Regions from separate parts of the Sus scrofa genome. Here region 2 is linked to region 1. A link is a contact called in public promoter capture Hi-C data. All regions are on one chromosome and are shown on one strand. The core of a region is the stretch at or near the end of the contact, and the rest is flanking DNA. Distances in the headings are between cores, read along the strand shown.

Region 1 (3,952 bases), core at 654-3,153:
TCATAGTGTGGAGAAAAGTTAAAAGATGGCAGAGAATCATTTGTCTTGCTTTAAAAGGGGCCACTCTTAGGCTCAGCCTCAAACTCCCCTCAGTTCCTTCACATTTCTCTGCAGGCCCCCAGCGTATTACCCATTCTTGGGAGTCTCTTGGCTTATCTACACTGTCTCTACCTAGGCTCCCAATACTTGGCCCAAGGAAAGGGAAGGGGTTGTTTCTTCCCCAAAGCCTGATTATCTTCAGCCCCAAAATAAATAAGTAAGAATATCTATTTCCTTCAAGGGAAACTCCACATGGAAAGCAATATTTGAGCTTCATAAGCCAGCTAAATCATACATAATAGTACATTGAGTAAAGTTGGAGTAAATCTTAAGTGATACAGTGTGCAGCATATCAGCTGTTTAGTTTAAATCCATACTGGAAGAAAGAATCACTCCAGAACATAGAATCTAATCTGATTAGAATTCTCTGATTTTTCAAAGGCATAATTCTGTTAAGGTAACCCAGTTTACCTCTATAACCAGAACGCTTAATATCTCAGTCTGCAGCATTTATTAGACGTATGGTGACTTTACAGTTTCCCTCAAGAAAAATGAGTGGATATTTACTTATGTATCTAAAGGGCCCATTATAGGGCTTTTCCTAAACAAAGACAATCTACTGTGAAATTGAGCAATGTCTCCACTTCAAGCAAAAGAGAACCTAGCATCTGCTCCTTCCACCAATGGTCCATGTTTACCAGGCATCCAAGTAAAGAAAGATAACAGAATGGTTTGAATTGGGGCCATGAAGGCTGGTTAGGAGTCTGTCCAAGAAACAAACAGGACCTGAATTAAGGTGATAGCAGTAGGAATAAGAAAACAGATTTAAGGGATATTTACAAGGTATAATGCTTCAAAAAAGTGCGGAGGGATGGGAGCAAGAGCCCACAGTGGAGGCGTGACACTGAGGCCAAAGGTAGAAACAGTGTCTTAGTTGTTCTTTCAGACAGGAGAAGGGAAAACCAACATACATTTTAGGAAAAGACCAAGAGGAATATGAACATCCAAGTGAATGTACCTTAACTTAGTAAGAATGGGTACAAATGGAATCATTTGAAAGGGTGGAATTAAACAGGGAAGAATTGGCAGTGTTTTAAATAGCTTGTTGAGGAAGGAAAGAATTATAAAGAAGGCTGGGAAAGGCAGTCCGTTGTCCAAAATCTTCCCTCTTGGTAAGAGTAAAGATCAGCTTTCTCGGCCCTTCAAGTGGGTCTCTTTTCATGCCTCACATTAAGTGTCCTTCTGAGCCCTCTGGAAACCCACACTCACGAAGGTTCCCTGTGCTTTGTTGCAGTCTCCAAGAAGTCTGAGAGCGCCTTGCCAACTTCCCAAATGATCTGGGAACCATTAACCCTTTCATCGCTTCTGGAGGAGAAGCCCACCAGAACTGCACCAGGAGCGAGCACGTTCCGCAGTGGAAGGGCCCAGCAGTGGATTATAAAAAATGCCACTGTTACTAAGTGAAAACAAACCCTTCCATGCCCCTCGCTTCGTCTCCACAGACTGAAGGGCCTACAGATGCCGTCATCTAGGGCGTGCAACCAAATAAACGAACTTACTGCTCACTGCAGGCCTAAGCTGCCGGGTAGCTTGCAGGGTGGGCCATGGCTCACCCCGCTCCGCCACCAACGACTGAAGGGGCGGGGACGCGGCCCCGGGGGCTCACTGCCTGGCCCCGCCTCCGCGCGGCTGGGGAAGGAGGAGAGGGCGTGGTCACGTCCCTTGAGGGTGAGAGCGGCCGCGGCCGGCGGGGAGGGCGGGCCTTCTCTCCGAGTGACGGGACCGGGGCCCAACCGGCGCCAAAGCACGGGGCCGGCCTTCCTGGAGCCTCTTCCGCTTGCCGGCTGCGGCGCCTGGGACGGTTGCGGTGGGTCTGGGCGCTGGGAAGTCGTCCAAGATGATTAAAAAATTCGACAAGAAGGACGAGGAGTCTGGTACGCGCAGGGCTTCTGACGCCCATCCTCAGCCGCGAGGGCCCCTCCCCCCCGCCGCCGCCACCTGCTCCGGGGACTGCGCACCTGGGGGCGTGGGCGTCGGTGTGCCAGGGGGCCGGAGTTGGAGCCCGGCCCCTCCTCCGCCTCGCTCAGCTCCAGCCCGGGGCCTGCCCCTAGCCCCTCCCCCGGTCGCCGGAGCCTCCCCTCGGGTCGCGCGCTCCCTCCCTGGCGCCCGCGCGATGCCTCGGGCAGCTCGGCGGCCCCGCCCCCAGCCCCCTCCCCCGGCGCAGCTCCTCGGAGCCACCTCCGCTGGTACGCCGGGGGTGGGCTTCCCGCCAAAGAGGCGGGCGCAAGGCAGGGGGCGGGGGCGTGTGTGTGCGCGTGCGGGAGGCGGGGGGTGGGGAGGGTCGGGGCTGGGGACTGGTAGTGTTAGGCCCGGAGTGGATTTGCTAAAAATAGGATAGTGTGTGAATGAACCTTGGGGTGCCTTGTATCTTACAGTCTTCCTGGGGCCCATTTGCTCTGTCCGCTTCCTTGGGGGCAAGGCTGTTGTTCCGTGATACCTAGCTCATTTAATACTCAAGCACCCGAACGTGAGTTGTATTTTGATACCCATCTTTGGTCCAGAGCAAAAGCGGAAGCTGCCAAGCCACCTCAAAAAGCAAAACAAACACAACAAAAACCCTCAGTGATTGATAGCTACTTTCAGGAAACGAAATCGAAGATTAGGTTAGTAAACCTCTGTGACCCTTTCCAGCTTGGAATTTATGTATCATCTGATGAACTCTTCTGCTTCGCAGTAAATGATAGAAACACATAAAGCAGTGCTCTCCTTTAGAGAAATCCAAAGGATCCTACCACAATCTCATTAATCTTAGTTGTGTGGCCACGACAGATATTTGTAACATTCATCTCAAAAGAGGGCAGGAAAAGAAGACACTCATTTCAGGCAGGGTTTCTGCAAAGGAGAAGTACAAGTTCTTACAGGTTAGCGAGGACAGAGCTAGTGCCAGAATCAAAATGATTTTAACCAATTTATATGAGTATTAGTGATGGTTATCACTGTGATATCCAAATGGTCATTTCACTTGGGTGAGATTTCCCAAGCATTCAGTACCCTTCTCTAGAAAGAGTTTGTGTAGGACAGCTATTAAAGACATTTTTTGTTTTGTCTTGTTTTATGATATAGGTAGTGGTTCCAATCCTTTTCGGCATCTGGAGAAGAGTGCTGTCTTACAGGAGGTATGGCTTGGAAGTGTTCCATTTTAGAATGCTGGACTGAGGGCCCCAGGCTATGTGGTACAAATTAAGAATCATGGAGTGTAACCAAGTTCAGAGAATATAGACTTGAGGGAAAAAGAAGAAGGGTTAACTTGTCGTAGGAGAGTCTAGACCTTATAGAAATGCAAAAATATGTAGACTCTATCACATGTTGAGAATTTTAAATAAAACCCCAAACGAGGTGTTTAATGCAAGGTTATTGAAGGAAATTATAGATAATAAGCTCATTATATTCAAACGATTTAGCTAAATATTGTTATTCTTAATAGGTAATGCCCAGTAGCAGCTGATCTAAGGAAATTAGAATGGATAGTAAAGAATGGAAAAGCAAGGCTGCATCTAATTATTATAATAAATTGAAAAATGTAAGAAATATTATTTGGCTACTGTGATTAAAATATATTATAGTATTTATTATATTAAAGTTTATTTTTAATACATTTTAATAACCATGATGGAAAAGATAGAAAATAAACTATGAATAACAGCTTTTTATTTCCACAGGCTCGTATATTCAATGAAACACCCATCAATCCAAGAAGATGTTTGCATATTCTTACAAAGATTCTTTACTTATTGAACCAGGTAAATTATTTTGATTTTCCTCAGATTTGTGTCCTGGAACATAACCTACAGTGAAGTACTTTCTGAAAAGTATAATTATTTAGGTTTTAAAAATTCACTTAATTAAGAAATCT
Region 2 (3,952 bases), core at 767-3,266, 410 kb after region 1:
TGCTTTGAAAATAAAACATGCTCAAAGGGATGAAGATGACTGAGAAGTACTTCACTCCATGTGTATGACAACTTCCTTGGCAACCTATTATGACATACACTTCAGTAACTGAGACGGGAGCTGACAAACATTTCTTAGATTTCTATGTTTTGGGAAGATTTATCTAAATTACTTCTATGAATGTTTAAGGTACCTTCCTCATACCTCAATATGGCACATTCTGACTTAGTCTTTTTTTTGTCCTTTTATATACTGTATTTTCTTTAAATACAGTATTTCAATGTCTATAAAATCTAAGTCTCTGAGATATCCATTCATTTATTCTTTGATATAATCAGTGTAAATTAACACAGACAGTTCCAAAGTGTTATAGACCAAATTGTGTTCCACAAAATGTATATATTGAAGCACAAAGACCCATTTGACAATAGCTGGAGATGGGGCCTTAAAGAGGTAATGAAGGTTAAATGAACTGATAAGGATGGGGCCCTAATCCAATAGGACTAGTGTCCTTATGAGAAGAGAAAGAGACATCAGGGAGGTGCCATGTGAGGACACAGAATGAAGGAGGTCATTTGCAAGCCAAAGAGACAAGGCTCAGGAGAAACCAATCCTGCTGGCACCTTGATCTTAGACTTCCAAACTTCACAACTGTGAAAAAATTAATTTCTGTTGTTTAAGGCATCCAGTCTGTGGTATTTTGCTATGGCAACCCTAGTAAACTAATACAGAATGTCAACAATATATCTAATTTAGGCAGTGTTCCTTTTTAAGCCTTGAATAAATGCATAGAACAGAGATGTGTCTGTTGCGAATTACATCAAATACATACAATTTCTTCTTAGGGAAGAGCCAACATGGGTTGGGGAGGAACCTGGTATTCTAATTTTCACGGTACTGTAACAATTTTCAAGTTAGCTCATCTTTACAACTAGAGCAAAACATCATTGTTGCTAAGATACTCTAAAAATTATTTTTAGAAATCCACTTAAAAATCGGTTTTAAGATCTTTAAGAGCATAGCATACCTGCAGATTTTCGTTAATATGCTGTACCAGGAGGAAACTTCTTTTTCTTTTATTGGAGCTTACTTAGGAGCATTTCAGGAAAAATTTTGGCAGTTGGGACCTATATGATGCAACAATCTACTAGCTTATTATGACAGAGAGTGATGTTTTTATTAGAAGCATACTTCTCTGCATCGCCAAGAGTAAGTTCCCGGACGTTGCCCGTCTGCTTTAGGCCCGCTTTGTCTCCTTCAGGAAGTTCTCTTGGATTCAGGGCTGGGCCCCTCACGTCTCCTTGGGGTTCACCGCGCCCCACCTCACCTGCCTTTCTTAGTGCACATGTCCTCCCCGCCAGGCTGAGCTTCTTCAGTGAGTAACCACCGAAGCTTTTACTTTTACATTCCCGCGTGTGGTTCAGCGGCACACAGTAGGCGTTTGTATTTCTTCAATAAAACCAAACTGAACTCCCTGATGAAACTTTTCCTCAGAATTAGTTCTTCTAAATAATATGCAAGAAAAGTAAAAGTTTGGGGGTTTAAAAAAAAAACCTCAAAACCACCAACTTTTAACAAAAACACATTTTGGCTTTTCTTGTTGCACCCTCATTACAAGGATATTTAAGAATTTACATCGGATCAGAACACTTAATTTTTTTTTTTTTTTTTTTTTTTTTTTTTTTAGCATAGAGGTGTGAGAAATGCTTTGTCATTGCTGGTGGTGTATGGACACATTATCCAATACTCTGCATCCTACAATTAGCCACCCAGCTTAATCAAATCTGCTTTAAAATGTGAGTCCACAAATGCTGTAAGGAAGCTAAAACTATATTAATCTATAGAAATTCCGCTTGTTATAGTTACTACTTTTTACTGCGGGTTTAGAACCTGGTCTGAGTTTTTGCTGCTCAGTTTTCTCCCGGCACCTGAGTGGGAGCCACAAATCCGGGAGCTGTTTCCCTGGTAACGCTGTTAGCCCCGTCCCTCCTCCCCCCCAAACTCTTCTCTTCTCGCGAGAAGAAACAGTTCCGTTCTTCCGGTATCTGCAGTTCCACAAGCTGGTAGCCTTCACCTTAGCACTGGCTTCGCGCATGTGCAGTAGGGAGTGGCGCGAGTCCACTGCTTCCGGCCGGAGAACACGGTGCGTTTTCAGGGTCATCTTTGTGCTTCCTGGATTTAGAGTCCACGCGGGTCGTGGGAGTTCCGCGCCTGCGGACCTGGCGAGGGTTGAACCAAAAGGGACTGTGGCCGGATCTCCCACTACCTGTAGTGGAAAGAAGCTGTAGGGGGTGCGAAAGTTCCTACTGTGAGAGCCAGGGAGGGTAGCTCCCCACACTGGGGCGTTTTGACTCTGGGACAGGGAGGAGGGGAGGGTGCTGCTCCATGTAGCGGGAACTAGTGTTACACTTGTCTGCAGGAGATGAAGCCTAGCAAAGTGAAGGAAATGTAAATCCCAGTGTGGACCAAAACTGTACACTCTCCCCCACCACCCTTACCCCCTTAACATCTTGGGTACTCGCCCTTCCAAAACTTAAATCCTGATAGTTTATCAGCAACACAAAAACGGAGATCTCTGGCGTGTGCAGAGTTTTGTTTTTTTTTTTTAAATCGTAGGCAGTTAATGGCTTATATCTTACTTGGAATATTTTATCTCGTAATTTGGTATTTTGAATTTCTTAACAGCTTTTGGCCTAGTCTTTGTGACATATTCCAAAAACACAACACAGTGTAATTGCAAAGATAACCATTAACCCTTATGTTACAAAATACTTTCATTTATTGGAAATGTTAAATTATTCTCTGAAGCGACCAGCCAGTTCTCTGTTGATTACAGTGTGGTGCCAGTGAAGCTGTAATTTAGGGTTCCCTTTTCTTATACTAATATTAAAATGTAAAAAAAGTTTAGAACTTTGAAAGCTGAAAGTTATGTGCAATTTTTAGTTACCGTTATAGTGGACACAAGTTTGATTTCTTAAATGGAGAAGTAGTTTCTTTTAATTAATTTTCATGCTTTTTGATTTTGAACAGATGCAAGGGGAGCCAAACCCTAGTGCTTCCCTTATTGACAGAACCATCAAGATGAGAAAAGAAACAGAAGCTAGGAAAGTGGTTTTAGCCTGGGGACTCCTAAATGTATCTATGGCTGGAATGATATATACTGAAATGTAAGTTAATTAACAAAAAAAGGAGGGGAGTGAAAATTTAAATAAGAGACCAATGGTTGGTTCCACAGGTTTTGTGTTTATTTTGATTTGTGGTGTGTTTCTGTTTTTGTTTTTTTAAGTATTGAAAAGGCTTTTAATTTTTTCAGGACTGGAAAATTGATTAGCTCATATTATAATGTGACATACTGGCCCCTGTGGTATATTGGTAAGTAATTAATTTTCACTGCACTTTAGAGTTACTTCCAATGAAAAACAGTGTTCATGTTTAATTCAAGTTAGTATTCATTCCTTCATTCAACAAATATCTGCTATGTTCCCAAAACTGGGAATACATCAGAAAGTGAATACGGTCCCTGCCCTCATGGAAGAAATATTCCAAAGTTTAATACACACATTAATCTAAAGTCTTTAGGGAAGTGATGTGGAAAGTGGAGAGCAAGAGTTTTGGAATCTGCATCCCTGTGTTAGATTCATGGCTTCAGTAGCTAGCTGTGTGCTATTGGCAAAAGTCATTTGACTTCTCTACAACTGTTGGTTGATCTTTAAAGTGAAGGTGAAAATATTCATTGTAAAGATTACATACAACTCACTAGTAAGTGCCCTACACATAGTAGAAATTAATTAATTAATTTACTTGTTTTTGTTTTTCTAGGGCTGTTTCCACGGCATATGGAGGTTCCCAGGCTATGGGTCTAATCCAAGCTGTAGCTGCTGGGCTACGCCAGGGCCAGAGCAACGCCAGATCAGAGCTGAGTCTGAGACCCACACCACAGCTCACAGCAACG

Evidence for each region. Promoter capture Hi-C pulls out the DNA fragments that hold promoters and counts their contacts.
Region 2: a promoter capture Hi-C map of fetal liver shows a contact between it and region 1, with 2.8 times the contacts expected there. The contact joins the promoter of TMEM209 here to the promoter of COPG2 in region 1. A contact is called at or near these places in 1 of 5 promoter capture datasets (fetal liver) and 2 of 2 datasets of contacts at active chromatin or transcription factors (alveolar macrophages and skeletal muscle).

The regions. Positions count from the first base shown.
Region 1 is chr18:18,207,475-18,211,426 of Sscrofa11.1, forward strand. It overlaps COPG2 (coatomer protein complex subunit gamma 2), which reads left to right and starts at 1,904. Exons shown (of 24, transcript NM_001246238.2): 1 at 1,904-1,973; 2 at 3,163-3,215; 3 at 3,759-3,839. The coding sequence starts at 1,937. It overlaps TSGA13 (testis-specific gene 13 protein), which reads left to right. Exons shown (of 8, transcript XM_005673166.3): 8 at 1,334-1,603. The coding sequence ends at 1,503.
Region 2 is chr18:18,613,242-18,617,193 of Sscrofa11.1, forward strand. It overlaps TMEM209 (transmembrane protein 209), which reads left to right and starts at 2,017. Exons shown (of 15, transcript XM_003134688.6): 1 at 2,017-2,143; 2 at 3,031-3,167; 3 at 3,314-3,372. The coding sequence starts at 3,031. It overlaps SSMEM1 (serine-rich single-pass membrane protein 1), which reads right to left and starts at 44. Exons shown (of 3, transcript XM_003484018.4): 1 at 1-44.